Linked DNA regions of Sus scrofa: region 2 is linked to region 1. The links are chromatin contacts, called in public Hi-C maps. All regions are on one chromosome and are shown on one strand. Each heading gives the region's core, a stretch centred on a gene start, on an enhancer-like site or on the middle of the called end of the contact. The rest is flanking DNA. Distances are from core to core; before and after follow the strand shown. Region 1 overlaps DAB2IP (disabled homolog 2-interacting protein). Region 2 overlaps DAB2IP (disabled homolog 2-interacting protein).

Region 1 (7,828 bases), core at 2,079-4,578:
GAACATTAATAAATAAATGAGTGACTCGGAAATTATCTTCTGGGAAGGCAGAAACACCACATCCGAGATCGCTTTTACCAACATTAAAACAGTCCTGTAAATGAAGCAGGAACATTTCCAGCCTGCAAAACAAAAATGCTTTCGCCAGCACACCTTTCACCTGGAAGTCTGAGCAGCATTCATGCCTGTTATCCAGGGGAAATGATTACCTGTCTTTGGTGCTTATTTCCAAACCCTCCAAAGAAGAAATGAATGTTGAGGGGCACAGCAATCTTGGAGACGGGCTGAGAACCTTCCCCAGGCTGTTCCCAGGGGAATATGTACAAAGGCTCAAACATGTCCTGTGGCCCTGGTGTGCCCACCGAGCCCCGGCTGGCTTGACCCCAGCCTCACAACTGCACAGCAGCCCTCTCCCTGCATCAGCCAAGCTCAGCATCTCCAACCTGGGGCAGACTCCTTTCCCAGGGAGCTGAAAGATCCCAGAACAGAACCAACTGGTTTCCCACCTCCAGATGAGAGAATCCCATCGCAAAAAATAACCTCCTCAACACAGCAGTTGGCAGAGCACGGCAGAAAGCATGCAACAAAGCCACTTCAGCAGCCATAAAGCAGACGGATTCATCCAGAGTCAGAACCCAAGTGGCCACCCCCAGCCCCGAGTACCCTGTGCTCCTTCTCCACACGGGGATGCCACCAGAGAGGCTGCCACCCCCACTTCCCTTCACCCATCCCCTCGCTAAGGCTGCTGTCTCTGCACTTACCCGATTCCCAGGAAGAGGCATGGCAGCCCAGTGGGATCCCACGGAGCCAGGAATTCAACCCCCTCCTCACTGCCAAGCCAAGCCAAGCCAAAGATAGCCTGTTCAGTCCTTCCAGTTTTCACCAGCACCACCACCCCACGTCAGCCTCGGGGGAGGCGCCTCTCCACCCAGCCAGGTTTGACCATGAGCTTAGGGGTGGGGTGGGGTCTCCGTAGTTGGTTTTACTCACTCAGCTCCAAACAGGACACCTCTGGGGGCTGCCCGTCCTTCCCATCAGCAGCCCCAATCAATCTATTTCTAAGCAAAGTGGCAAATCAGGAGACCCCAGTCCGAGCAAAACCTAAGACTGGGTAGAAGGATTTCAAACTCAGTCTCTCTGCCTGTCTGTGGGAAATCCGGGCTCCCTTCCTCTGCCAGAGAAGCCACCAAGCCAGATTTTGTTTCTAGAAAATTAATAAGACAATTCCACACCACTGCCAGTGACTTTCTGCTCCAACTGCTACCGTTTACCACCGTTTCTAGAAACAGTCATCTACAGTCTTGTAGTTCTACTCTCTAACCCCGACTCCGCGCCCCTTCAGCATGTGGCAAAGCTGACCTGAGGCCAAGCTGGGCAGGACCCGCTTGAGGCCATCTCGGCCATGCCCCGACCTCCAGCCAAGGGTTGCCGGCTGAGCGCTCGCCCGCTTCTCAGTGCAGCCTTCCCGCTGGAGGGAGGTAAACACGGCAACACAGCACGCACGCTGTCTGCTCCCGGGAGGGCAGACACACTCAGAGGCCGGACCGCCTGCTGTCTCTCCTGCTCCCCAGACAACCAACATGCATGCACACAAAACGGGGTACGTACACAAGGCCCCGCATGCGGGTGCAGAGGGTCCTGACCCCCATCAAGGAGAGCGCAGAGAAAGGCATGTTCCTGGGGGAGAAAGCCGGAGGAAGGGGCCGGGCAGAGGGAGGAAGGCAGCGAACCCGGTGGCCTGCCGCCCAGACAATAACAAAGATGGGAATGGAGATTTTCAAAGACGCAGTGGCTGCACCCAGCGCTGAGCTCTGGCCTGGCTAAATCTTGCTGCCAGGGCACGCCTGGTCCCCTGGGGCACCAGGGCCATCAGAGAAAGGCTGAGGGTCCTGCCTCAAGCTGAGCTTGGCAGCTGGGGCAGGAAACCAGCTGCAGGCAGAGGTGAGGATGCCCTAGAGAGAGTAGTTCTGGGCTGATAAAAATTAAAGGTCTGGTAATTCTCCTGGAGGGTGGAAGGGGTACTCTTCCAGAAAATGCTGGGGGTCAGTTAAACAGTCACTCAACCTTGGGCGGGAGTTGGGCTATAACTTGTACTCCTCTGCCTGCCGGAACCAAGGGGGAGGGGAGAGACATTTTCATTCTACCTGTGCCTCCCCGACAGGGAGTGCCAACCTACCAATCATACACAGGGGCACAGCCCTATGAAGGAAGGCAGATGCCAGGGGCCTCAGATGTGGGGGCTGAATGCTGAAAAGGCTCCTTGGTGCCTGCCTGTTCCTTCACCTCCACTTAGCTGAGCAGGGACACGTTCTAACTGGCACCAGAATTCATCGCCATGCCTGTGCCCAAGTAGAAAGGTGCCGGGCTAGTACACCTGGAGAAGGAGGACCTGGGCCCGGAGAGGCTGTGTCCGCCCAGTGCCCCCGGACGCAGACAGGATGGCTTGCCCTTGCGAGCTGAAGCCTGCTCCTTGCCAGTGACTCCTGGCAGGCTGAACCATCTCCTCCCTCTGCTCTTCTGCCCCACAAGCCACCTCCCCTTGGAATTTCCACACCTGCTCCAGGCTTGCCCAAGAAAAGGAAACCGGGAATAGGAGACACCCCTGGGAGTGGAGAGGTGAGGGAGGGAAGCAGCTGCCCAGGCTGGAGAGGATGAGGCCCTTCTTCCTTGGCCTCAAGCAATGCCCCTGAGCTCAGGGCCCCAGCACTGCCCGCTCCGCTCGCCCCAGCCCCCAGCGGAGCACGCGCCCTACTTAGAGCAGATGTGCCCCCTAAGCGGCCCAGCCCCCTGCTGCTCCTCCCCTCCAGATGTTCACCCTTTTCCTCACCGCTGGGTCCCCGCAAAACCCAGCCAAAAATGCCTTTTGTATCGGACGCCCAAGGGCTCCAGAGGCAGGGGGATGGATCCTGGGGTGGAGGCGCCACTTCTTTCCCCAGCCCCGGGCACCGCACCGCCCTGGAAACAATGCCCACCTCGGCGAGGCGAGGACTTCTTGGTGAGGGCACTTCCCGCCCGGCCTCGCCCCGCGGCTGGGTCACCCAGTCCTCACCCTCGGGGAGAGAGAGGAGGGTCCTCCCGTCGCGCCCTCCACCCCGTCCGAGGTGGCCCCACAAGTTGCCGGAGGGTGGCGTGGGGTGCCCTCACGCTTACAGCGCGCCCCAGCTGGGGCTCTCGCTTTGTCCCCGCGCCCTCCGGGGCGCATCCTGGGGCGGCGGCGCGCGGAGGCCGGGCCAGGCGGCGGCGGCGGCGGGCTCACCTCTCATTGTCCGCGGCGGAGGCGGCTGCGGCGGCGGCGGCGGCGCTCCGGAACCCCGGCAGGATGTGGCGGAAGCTGTGGTTGCGGTCCAGCTTGGGCTGGCTCTTGGTGCGCTTGATAGAGCCCTTGAGGCGGCGGCTGAGGAAGCCCTGCGCGCGGGGCGACAAGAGGGGGAAGGGGAGGCGGGGTTAGCGCGGCACCGGCGGGCCCGGGACCCGCGCGGGACCCGCGCCCTGGCTCGGGCGGCCGAGCGGCCGAGGGCGGGCGCGGGCTCGGGCTCGGCCCCAGCAGCTCGCTGCCCGCTCCGCCCGCCCGCCGACCGAGCGCCGACGGCCCGGCCCGCGCAGCGCGGCCCAGCCCACCCCACGCCGCCCGCCTGCCCGCCCGCCACGTCGCCCCCGCCCCCTAAGCCGCTGTTGCCATGGCGACGCCGAGCCGAGCCGCGCCGGCCGCGACCGAGGACGCCCGAGCCCCCCAGGCGCGGGGGCGGAGGGAGCCCCTCAGGGCCGAGGGGGGCGGGGCTGCGTAGGGGAGGGACACCCCCCCACCCCGGGCCTCCGCATCTGCAGCCCCCTCACCTCTCACTGTAAGGAGGTCACACCCCCATCCACCTGGAAGAATCCACGCCCCCTACCCACCCCGTCCAGGATTGCCAAAGCGCCTTCCTCCACCCAGGAGGTTGGTGTTCTCAGCCCTGGTTGCACAGATGGGGGAAACTAAGGCTCTTGGAGCAGGCGTTTGGTCCTCTGGGGAACGGCTGGCCAGCTCGGCACCTGGTAGTACCCTGCCCCCTGGACCCCTAACCTGGGCATCTTGCCTTTCGCTGGTGACTGTCACAGGCCCTCAGGGTGGAGCCCTTTGCCTGGAACCATTGTACCTCAGCAGGGGCAACCACCTTGGGGACAGAGTGACCTAGCTCAGACTGAGACCAAGGGACTGAAGGGTTTGCTGAGTATTCCCCCTGCATGCTTCCAGATTTGGAACCAGGTCTGAGGGAAGGCTGGACCTTCTCTGGAGGGACTGCTGCCTGGTTCATTTATGACCCATGGCAGGCAAGGGCCGCTTCTGGGAGGACTGTGGCAAACCTCAGCCTGGAGAGCCCGCATTCAAGCCATTCGTCCATTTGTCAGGCTGCGCTGATATGCCGGGCCCAGCCCCCAGAGCTCCCAGTCTAAGGAAGAGACAGCATGCAGTACAGCAGCTCGAACCAGTGCTCCCTTTACAGGTAATGGGATGGATTTGGGGGCTCAAGGAGCCACAGCCTGGGGTGTTCTGGACCTAGAACCTTCAGGTAGTTGGAGGGAGAGGAAAGCTAAGGGAAGGGAGATTCCCTTCCTGGTGGAGTTGCCTGAGAGGGATTCTGGGGACTCCCTCACCCCAGCCTCAATTCCAGGTAACATAAAGACAGAGGGAAATGGGAAAGTAACTCATTTGGAAGTTAATGTTGTACACAATCCGAACACTGCATTCATCCATCACACAATAAAGGGTTGGCTTGGCAGCCCTCTCTCTGGTCTGGGAAGAGAATTGGACATTTGCTATAGGCCACGCCCTTGTTGGATCTGACCTTGCTCTGGCCGTAGCACCCTAGACACGATGAGGGCAAACGCTGGCTGTACATGTCACCTCGTGTCACCCACACAAACAGAAATGACAGAGAAACATTATCTCTTTCTGCAAATGAAGAAACCTTGCTCAGAGAGGTGAAATGACTCACCCAAGGACACACAGCTTCCAGGCAAGCCTGTCTCATGCCAGAGCTTTTCCCATAAGACCTCCCTCTTCTGCCCACCCTCTTCAAGCTTTCCCTTTTCTCATTTTTCTGCCCTTACTCCCCTCCCCCCAACTCAATCTCTCCCATTCCTATGCTTGTGGCCAGCTGCCAGAATTCTGCACATCCTTCAAGGCCCAGCTGAAATGCCACTTCATTCAGAGGGCCTTCATTCAGACACCTCTCACCTCTGTAGCCTGGTATTACCCATCAATGCACTTTATTTATTTTTCATTTTTTTTTTGGTTTTTTTAGGGCTGCACCTGCAGCATATGTAGTTCCCAGGCTAGGGGTCGAGTTGGAGCTGTAGCAGCCAGCCTACACCCCAGCCACAGCAACACCATATCCGAGCCGCATCTGCAGCTTACACCACAGCTCACGGCAATGCTGGGTCCTTAACTCACTAAGCAAGGCCAGGAATCAAACCTGCGTCCTCATGGATGCTAGTCAGGTTCATTAACCACTGAGCCACGATGGGAACTTTCATCAGTGCACTTTAATCAGCTGCAGTTCAACACCTATCTCTTAGGGGGAGGGCTGCTCCAGAGGTGTGACCCACAGACAGGACAAGGCTTAATGCAGAGAGACCACAAAGGGTAGCAGGCCCAGGGAACGGTAGGCCCTCTGGGAGACACAGCTCAAAGGCAGGGACCTCCACTCCGAATAAGCTCTGGGCTCTCCCAATCTCGGCCTCTTGCCAGGTTTGCGGGTGGGGGTGGAGATGCACCTGGCTAAATTGGATGGGTTCTTCTCTCACAGGTAGTATTGTCAAGCCAGTTCCCCCAATGGGCTTCTACTTTTTCTTGGCTTTTATTTTCTATACTGCTGAAGATTTCACAACTTTTACATTCTCGTGGTACAAAGAACCATGACGCACGTTTCACAATTTATGGAGCTTCTTATGCATCAATATGGACAGCTTCAGCCTACTCCTGAGTTTAAAAAACAAAAAAGTTTTCTTCCTTCGAGGAGGGTGAGTGGGACACGTATCCCCATCCCCACCCATCACTCAGTGCTCCTCTGTTAAGCATTACCTGTCATCCTGACCGTGACCTTGGGGACTCAAGCTCTCTATAACATTCACTCATTCACCATCCGTAAAGAGCCGACTATGCGCAAGACACAATGACCAAGACTGCCATGAACACTGTGAGGTGAGCAGTGTACAGAATAGCAAAAGGACAGGGAGCTCAGATTCATGGGAGAGTAGGTCCTTAGAGCAATGGGGAAAACCCCTGTTAGCCCCCGGCCACATCACACATGTCCACCCTGAAGGACCCTGTGCACCCCAGCAGACCCAGCTCAGGGCTCTACGTATGGAGGCTCAACAAATGCTCCTGATCCCCCGAATGGGGACTCAGATTCCAAAAGACTATATTACAAGGATGAATAAGGCCCAGAGACGGGTAGGGTCTTTCCCAAGGTCACAGAGCAACGTTAATCAAAGACCCCAGACTCCAGTTCCCTGCCCTGCCCAGCCTCGCAGCTTGCTTACTGACCTCCTTCATGGGGTGGAGGGACAAGGGTGGCTCCTCACGCAGCCCTGGATGAAGGGAGACAAGCCTTTTCTCCTGTCCCTTCAGGGGGAGGTCCCAGGAAGTGATTTCTACAGGCAGCTTGCAGTCCTGAACTCAGGAAGAGGGACTGACCGACCTTCAGAAAATTTTGTTCTCGACCCAAGTCGATCTTTAGGGAGGGGCAGTGGACAAATCATATCTCTTCTTTGGGTAAAATGGGGTGCTCCATGCTCCTGGTGATGGAGCTCACTGCCAGCCCAGTGGCTGAGAGCTGGGAGCCGAAGGCAGGCAAACAGGACTCAAGTCCAGCTCCACACACCGCTGCTGAGATGGTAGGCACGGCCCCTCACCAATTTGTGAAATGGGTGGGGGAAGCAGTGATGACTAAGTAGGACAGAGAGGGCTCTGGGCAACCCCCACCCACCCACCCAGCCCCTTTCCACATCCCCAGGGCCTGGCTCTTTATCCATCTTCTCCAGGAAGCCACCCTTGACTACACACACCTATCACACCTCTCAGACCAGCTCAAGTCCTTGCATACCACTTGTGTTCAAATCTTAGTTCAGATAAGTTGTGGGCAAATTACTGGACCTCTCTGAGCCTCAGTGTCCCTATCTGTAAAATGGGCTAGGATGCTACTCTGTAGGCTTGCGGAAGGATTAAACGAGTTAAGATATCACGAGTAAAGCGGTAAATACTAAGAAACTAAACACAATAGTTGCCAGCTTTATTAGTATTTTTACCCTTGTTGGCTCTAATACAACCACTGATTTTTTGGCCGAGAAGTTATGTGACCCCCACAGGTAGGAGTCTGTCTAGGCTCTCAGAGGAGCTTGAAAGCAACTTGGCAGCAGGGACAGGGCTGGTGTCACACCTAGTGAATGAATGAACATGCTTGCAAAAGCATGCCGGAGCCACAGAATATATCATTCAGTTTGGTAGTTTTGAACTTTTAAACAGACGCTTTCTTCTAAAGCAACCTCACAGAGACTCGGGAGGTTCAAAGTGCTCGGGCGGGCGGGGCTCCTCAGGTGGAGGCCTCAGCTTTCATTCACTGGCTCAGGGACTGATGTCTAAAGCTCAGCACGGCGCCTGCACAGTCTGCGGGGACCAGGCCTGCCCCCTCCCCAGATGGGGTGCTCTGCCTTTGCTAACACAGCCCCATTCCCCTGCAGCTGTGCCACTGAGCTTAGGTCAACTAAGGCACCAGGAGCTTTTGCACAGGGCTGCTGCCTGGTGTCACCACCCCCAACCCTTGTAGGCTGTGCCCTGATCTGTGACAGC
Region 2 (7,828 bases), core at 2,902-5,401, 65 kb before region 1:
CACCAGCTGAGCGGTGGGCACCTGCCCATCGGCGGCGAGGGCGTCGGGGCCTGCTGGGGAGCCCGCCTCCCCGTCCAGCGCGCGGGCATCTTGGAGGTCCACCATGGACAGGCTCTTGCCACCGTTGGCCATCTGAAGATCGGGCTCGTTGGCTTCCGAGTAACTCGAGCTGCGGGCAGGTGAGGGCTGGACCCCGGAGGACCTTGTGACAAAAAACAAGTCCTTGTTTTCGGGGGTTGGAGACGGTAACCGGGTGAAATCTATCAGACTGCAGGGAGACAAGCACACACAGGGAAAGAAGGGGGAAGAGAAAAACTGTGAATGTGGCCGAGGCGGTCCCGACTGACAGCCCCCACCAACCTGCCGCCCAGCAGCCTGAGCCAGGGTTGGGGAGCGGGGGGAGGGGAGGGAAAGCGGGGGAGAGGAGGTGCAGAGGTGGCAAGAGTGGGAGAGTCCTGGGGACCAGTGGCCCGGCCGCAGAACCAAACCACAGCTGGGGCAGCTGACCCTGGAAGAAGCCACCACGAGGGCCGAGGCAGCTCCTCCACAGAACCTCTGCTCTAGGAGCCAGTGCTGCCAGCGCCAGGCCAAGCTGCTTGGCAGGCCTGTCCCCTGCTCGGCTGCATCTTGGGGCCGTGAGTTCTGGGGCCTGGAGTGTTCTGGAAAATTCCCCTTAGCTAAACCCAAACCCAAAACGCAGTGGCTCTCTGCCCTCCAAGCATCCTGCACTGAGAACCCCAACTTCAAAGCCACAAAGGTTCTGCCTCTTCTCTCTTGTTCCTAATCAGACTGATAACCTGAGTGGGGGCCTGCACTGAGCAAAGCCTCTTGCTGAAGCCTCCTGCTGCCACCCCTTGTCTGACTGGCAGGCGGGGGCTGGAGCTTCTGGCAAAAACAAGGAGTCAGGAGGATCCTCCAGGAATGACTCAGGCAGGGAGGGTCTGCACCTGCAGTGGCCCCCCCCAAAGAGGTCTTCCGGCCCCACTCCGGACCCCACCTGGAAGCCAGCTCCTTGCAAGAAGGCACGTGGTGGGGCCAGGTGGGCTTTGGAGGAAGGGATGTGGGGGGAACAGGGCTCAGTGTGGGCGGGAGGCAGCAAGAACTTATGGGTTCGGCGTGGGCTTGGTATAGAGTATGGCTTAGCCTGGGCTGGAAGAGGAAGTGCCAGGCCCCAAGTGATGGGACTTAGGCAGGCAGGCTGCGACCACCAGGGCCAAAGCACTGGTGGGCTGAGAAGTGGACAAGAGCAGCAGGTGGAGCTGGGAGAAACCCAGACCAACCATGAGCCTGGCCATCCTGCCACATGCCGCGTCAGGTCTCTTAAGAACCCATGTGCCCAGCCACCTCTAGGGCAAAGCAGGTCCCCATCTGAACTCTTGCTTTGCTTCATTTGAAAGGCTGTATGAACAGCCCCCCTCAAGACTCAGAGGGATGCGGGAAGGGTGTCAGGTCTCCGCATCTCCGGCCTCCTGCTGGGCCTCCAGTCCCACGCGCCACACCCCAGGCCCTGACTCAATGCCCTTGCCTGCTAAAAGCCTGCTGCTGCTGCTGCTGCCACCAGCCCAGAGTCAGACAGCTCCCACCTCTGCTGCTCCAGCCTCATGCCTGCTAGCAGGTCCCAGATGGCCCTGGGAGAGGAGCGGAAGGTATGATGGGACATGACAGTCCAGTGTATATGCCAGGGCTTTTGAAGGAATGTCCTTATTTTGATGTCAACACTTGAGAACACTTGCCTTTCCCTCCACTGTGTGTACATGTGCTTGATTTACAGGCTCTTGCCCCAGGGCTGGGGGCTCAGGGGGCTGGGCCTCAGCATCTCTCTAGTTTCTGGGGCTCCTGGTCTCTAAGCCTTGCAGAGTCACCTGAGCACCTCCTGAAAACATATACCCTTGTGCACCACTTGTGGCGATTATGATTCACGTATAGGAAATATGAGGAAACAGGTATTTTTAACTCACAAACCAGTGATGCACAAGTGGTGGGGAACCGTAATTGTTCTTCAACAGAAGGTGTCGTTTCTCTAGGCTTTGTTTGTGCTGGTCCCTATACCTAGAATGTCTTTTCTACTAATGGAAATGTTACTTTTCCAAAAAAGCTCAAAACTGTAGCACCACCTCCTCCAGGAAGCCTTCTCTGATTTTTCCCAAATAGAAGTTCACTATTTGAACATCACTTAGGGCCTGCAGAACACAGTGAGTCTCATCCGGCTTGTTTTATAAACACCTGTGGAGGTATCCTCCTCCCCAAATGAGAACGCAGATGGGCTTACCGGTAAACCCCACAACTCGAGGCGTGCCTGACAATTCTTACCCAGAGAGATCGTTCTCAATCACCATCTTCTGAAGTCCAGCTGAGATGCTGCTGCTGCCAGAGCCAGGCGTGGAGGCCAAGTCGTTGGTCCCTGTGAGCTGCCCACTGCCTGGGGTGCTCAACGCTGTGTGGACGTCCCTTAGGATTCGTGGCAGAGGCCCCAGTTTGGATACAATGCTCTGCAAAGACAGAGCAACAGGCAGGTGTGATCCACTGCAGCCACTGTGTTCGAAAGTGCTGAGTCGTCAGAAATGCAGGCCCGCCGCCCTGCCCTGCAGTCAAATCCAGCAGGTCTGGGAAGCGGGGAATGAGCCTCAAATTACATTCCTACCAGTTCCTCAGACATTTCTGGGACAAGACGGGAGGTCCACGGGGAGAAATGCTCACCTTGTCCAAACCCTCCACCCTCACTGGTCCCAGAGAGGAAAGGCCACGGGGGACCCCAGAAGTTCCCCACCTACACCTCCCACTGGAGAGGCTTCTGGGACACTGCCCCATCAAGTCACCTACTCCACAGGGTGGGCTGGACCCACCTTAACACCTGAGTCCCCATGGCGATGGCCCAGGCATGGAGCAGGCACCACTAGACAGATTACAAATGGCTGGTCAGGCACAGCGTAGTGACTGGGCTCATCTGAACCTCACTGCCCTGGTTCAGACTGTGGTGCTAAAGGTTCTAGGCCGGGGAAAAGGGACTCTGCCTTCACCTGCTTAACGCCCGGCTTCCACCTAGGGTTTTGTGCAAAAAGAAATAACTCACATGGTCAAAAGAGAAGAGACGTGAGCGGCCAACAGCTCAATTTTAAATTCTGCTTCAACGCTGTCAGCTGTGACGGCTGCTGACCGTCTTCCCTACCTCTTGCCTGGCCACACAGATATGGAGGACGGTGGCTGGCACAGGGGCTAAGTGGTGACAGCAGAGTGACCAGTGCTGGCAGCAGTGGAGGAAAGGGACTTGACCTCATTTCCATTTCTCCCTCCTGGGTCTCTTGCAGCCAAAGGGCAACAGACATAAAGGAACAGAAATGACTGCAACAGCATCTGTTTGTAGTGAAAAAGCTGGGACTGATCTGAGTGTCCAGAGACATAAACGGTGCAGTCATATGACTGGACAGCCTGTGGCCATTAGAAAGGTCACAGTGAAGATGCAGCATGTACTGTGGTGGAAAGACGCCCACAACAGAGAAGTGAGAAATGCACATGGCACGCACAGTTCTCCCTTTAACAAAAAGGGAAAGAACTCTGCCTATGTGTACTTAACATATGCACAGATATATCCAGAAGGCTGAACACCAGAGAGCCCTGAGTGGTCACCTGTAGGGATGGGACAGGAGTAGGGAGCCTTCCAGCCCTGCCTCAGCAGTAGCTACTTTTGTAAGATGATCTCAGAGCCCTGGGAAGCAACAGATGCTCTGGATGTGGATCCTGGGAGGCCCAGCCCTTGCTGCCAAGAACCTGTTGGGTGTGGGCTGGGGCCACTGGGGGTAGTGGAGCCCCAGGCCACAGAGGCTCCCCTCCAGGTGGCTGCAGCAAGGTCGGGGGGTCTAGGAAATAACCATTTCAGCTGATGGTCAAGGGCAGTTCTGGAAAGGTTTGTAATATCCTGCCTGACATGTTGAGGTGCAGTATCTTCAGAGTCTATCTTTTTCATATCAGCGAACTTAAAACCCAGAGCAAAGACATTTTCGGAGAAGCAGCTAAATTCGATCACATTTCTTACAGGTAGGGAGCACACCTTCACCCGTGGACTCCACCCACGTGATGCAGTGTGCGTGCAGACACAGCTGCAGCCCCAGCACACAGAGTGGGCTCTCCGGGCGAGTGGACATAGCGCCCCCTCCAAGGAAGTGGCCCCAAGATCCCCTGGTGTCTGCCGACAGGGCTCGGGCAGGGCTGCTGATCCACGCCACACAGGTGACCCCTCTGACCTCTGTGGTTACGCTGTGGGAGGAGGCGCAGCCTCCAGCGCCCCCTCTGCCCTGTCTCGGCCCTGTGCGGATAGGCACCTGCTCCAGCTGGCTGACGGCCTCCCAGAGCAGCGAGTGCAGGCTGGAGAGCTCACGGCCCAGGTCGATGTAGCCCTCGAAGCCAGCTGTGTTGGAGATGGTCTCCGGGTTGGAGATCTCCAGCAGGAAGCGCTGCATGTTGGTCCACTCGTGCTCCAGGAACTGGTTCATGAACGACATGTACTCCTCCTTGCTGCCAAATCTGGAAGTGGAGCAGACAGGCTAAGCGCCCTGGGCCCCGCCCAGGAAGCCCCTTCTCTGAGACCCTCACCTCCTCAGCTCCCACCCCTCCCCGCCATTCGCTCCCCAGCCAACTAGTCCACTCTGACTTGGGGTCCTCCTTCCTCATGGGACCTGGAATGCTCCGCGGCCCTCGCTCCCCATTCGCTGCCGGTCACAGTCTCCATCCTCTTCCCCCGATGGTCAACGGCCTGGGGGCAGATGGCTCTCAATCCAGGCCTGGCCAGGTCTCTCTGCTCAGCTTTCAGACACGTACTCCGTGGGCACCTCCCTGTGTCCTCAGCTTGGGCAGACCTGAGGTCGCCCCCGTCACCCCGCACTGGCCCCCTCCTCTAGGACTCGCTATCCCCAGTGTAGATGCTACAAGCCTGGCGGTGGTCAGTCAACTCCTCCTTCCTCCTCCCCCACAACTGGCCGAATTTATCTTCTAATCACCCTGACCCTGCGGCCACCCTGACCTAATACTGCCGCCGCTGTGCTTTTACGGGAACCACAGCTTTGCTCTCCTCCCAGCCTCCTGGCTGCCAGTCCCGCTCCTTCTACCTCCCCTGCCCCACTGCTGCCAGGCTGACCTCTGCAGGACCCAGGACAGGTGAGGGTCATCTTCTCCCCTTGCTCAAAGCCCTCTGGCAGCTCCCAATGTCCTTCAAGTCCCTGCTGTCCCCTTGGGTCTCATCTGCCCCTCCCCCCAGCAGGCACCTGACAATTCAGAACACGTATGGTGCCCAGTGCCTCCTGTACACAGCCCTCCCGGGCCTGCCTGCCTCTGTTCCTGCTGCCTTTCGCCCTAACACGCAGCTGGGGGAGCTCGTCTTCTAAGAGACCACCCTCTTTCCTCTCCGGGGAAGCTTAGGACCTCCTACGAGGCCGGGTCCCTCTCCGTCACGGCTCTCTCCTCTGTTGACATGCCGGCTCCAACAGGGAGGGGACCAGGTGTGAGTCACAGCCCAGCATGTCTCCACACCTCATGAGAGCGACTGGTTGACCCGACCCTTCTGTTCTCACCCACTGGCTTCAAGGGGCAGTGGGAACACAGGTGCTTCATGAGCAAAGACGTCCTTGGCAGCATTGGACAAGGACAGTTGGAAACAAGCCGAGAGCCCGACCACAGGGGACGGGTTAGGGAGACAAGGGCCCTTCTCCCGGGAAGGGACGTTAGCCACTCACTTCAAAATGAAGCTTGTGAATGTTAAGTACATGGGAGAATCCTTATGATCAAATGTTCATGCAAAGAAGCAGAAGGAAAAAATATCTTGTCTTCTCACCTTTGAAAATTAAGGAAACATACCGAAATGAAAAGGAATGAGGGTGGCAGGGACTAAAGCCGGGCCTGTGGCACAGTCCAGCTCTGGGACAGACCCCACCATGGGCTCCAGTCTGTGCCCCGGCTCTGCCAAGGCGGCATGAGGCACTCACTTGGCGAAGTTGGCGAGGTTCTGGGTGACCTTGGCGATGAGGGTGAGGGTGCGGGCAGTGCGGTCGTCGGGGTACTCCTGCAGCAGGTGGAAGAGCGAGGGCGACATAATGGCCGGGCAGAGGAAGCGCAGAAACAGGGAGGCACTGATGAGCCGCTCGCTGATGTCGGGCCGGCCGCGGCTGCTGCATTCCTGTCTCCATGAGGCAAACACCTCCTTCAGCTCCCGCGGGAAGACGCTGCGCAGGACAGATGAGGTATCAGGAGGGCGCCAGCACCACAGGGTGCAAAGCAGGGACCTGGTCCGGGTCCAATGGAACCCTGACGGCTGTGTGCCCTCGGCCTGCCACTGGAGTTCTGAGCCCACTGCACTCCTCCGGCCATCCTCAGGGCACAGGAAGAGCACAGGGCGGATGCTCGGCGAGTGCAGACACCCAGGCCAGTGGAGTGGGACACAGGCGCAGTGGAGCCAGAGGGGAAGCCAATCCCAGGGAGCTTCACCCTCCTCCCACAGGGCAGGCACCTGGATCTAGAGGAGAGTGAGGGAACCACGGCGGGAAGAGACCACTGCCCCTTGGTCCCCATCCCTGGCTTCTGAGACATACTCCCTTCAGGCAAATGATGTCACAGGAATCAGAGGTTTTCAGCAGAGCTCGCAGTGAGACCAGAAAGATGGGAGGATCAGAACCACAGAGTGAGACCACAGCTCTGCGCTTTCTCCACGGAGAGGGAAATAAGGCGCGCCTCCCACCGGCAGGTGTGGACAGGGTTCTCAGACCCGGCTGGGGGCCCTCTCCATGGGCACAACCCCACCCCCACCACAGTGAGGCCGACAGGGCAACCTTCCTATCTTTTCACCCTAGAGGATGTGTGCTCCCTGAACCCAGCCTATACCTGGCACTGTCACTAGCCCAGGGTGCTCGGTCCCAGGCCTGGCCACTCTTGGCTTCAGGTTCCTCACCCACAGGCTGAGAATGAGGAAGAGCTATCTTAAGGCCGAGACCCTTGGCCATGGTAACCCTGAAAAGCTTTTGTCCCACAAGCCGAGCACCCAGACTCAGGCCGTGAATGAGGCTGAACCAACAGTGACGTGGCTCGAGAGAAGTGAGGGCAGGTGACCTTTAGTCCTGGCCCTGGAAGCACCTGGTGCAAGATTGGGCAGGGGTAGGCACTGAGCGATGACATCTACTGATGGCCTTGTTCAGAACTGAGAGGTGTCCCTGGGCCTGTGCAGACGTCACAAAGAGGAGATGGACGAGCACTGTGCGGGCACACGTCTCATTGCATGGCCACTGGCCGCCCCAGGAACATCAGGGCAGAGGGTGAGAGTGCTACCCAGCCCAGGGGGGAGTGTGTTCCAGAGTTCAGGCTCCCTGATTGCCTGATACCAGGGGTCATTTCTGGATCGGCCCAAGGGGCCACAATGGGGCAGAGGGACCTGGGCCGGGGGGCGCCGGCCCCACTGCCTGACTCTGGCCATTCCCTCTGCCCCCACTCAAGGCCGTCACTCCCCCAGAAGGCCTGCCTGGGCCTGTCCTTCGGGAGCAGCAAACCATTCCTAGGCCCTTTTGTGTGCCTAGCTCTGAGATGCTGCATCAGCTTGCCCCTAGGGTGCTTACAGTGTGTGCAGGAAGCAGACCTGGACACAGCACAACTCCATTCTCATGGAATCAGGGCTCCTGATGTGAGCAAGGGTGCCTGAGAGGGGTGAGCTGACCGCATCTGTGACGTGAAGGTGGCCACAGAGGGAAGCCAAACACAGGCCTAAGAGCAGGATGATGGGAAAGCACATGAGCAAAGAAACAAGGTATGGCTGGGGGTTGGGGTGGGAGTGGGGTCAGGAGAGTGACTTGGGTGG

What was found. Hi-C and Micro-C count contacts between places; a contact is called where the count stands out from the background.
Region 2: a contact with region 1 is called in a Hi-C map of skeletal muscle, with 2.0 times the contacts expected there. The contact joins two enhancer-like sites. A contact is called at or near these places in 4 of 47 Hi-C or Micro-C datasets (alveolar macrophages, epiblast stem cells, psoas muscle and 1 more).

Annotation. Positions count from the first base shown.
Region 1 is chr1:261,774,256-261,782,083 of Sscrofa11.1, reverse strand. It overlaps DAB2IP (disabled homolog 2-interacting protein), which reads right to left. Exons shown (of 18, transcript XM_003353636.5): 3 at 3,257-3,405. Among named protein-coding and RNA genes, the nearest start is that of DAB2IP, 46 kb to the right of the region's middle. Within about 2 kb of position 3,328, at least 32 of the 83 cell types and tissues checked have an H3K27ac peak or open chromatin away from gene starts, as enhancers often do. A contact at or near this core is called in skeletal muscle, where this site is marked.
Region 2 is chr1:261,839,599-261,847,426 of Sscrofa11.1, reverse strand. It overlaps DAB2IP (disabled homolog 2-interacting protein), which reads right to left. Exons shown (of 18, transcript XM_003353636.5): 10 at 5,973-6,209; 11 at 4,317-4,518; 12 at 2,311-2,489; 13 at 1-268. Among named protein-coding and RNA genes, the nearest start is that of DAB2IP, 110 kb to the right of the region's middle. Within about 2 kb of position 4,151, at least 1 of the 83 cell types and tissues checked has an H3K27ac peak or open chromatin away from gene starts, as enhancers often do. A contact at or near this core is called in skeletal muscle, where this site is marked.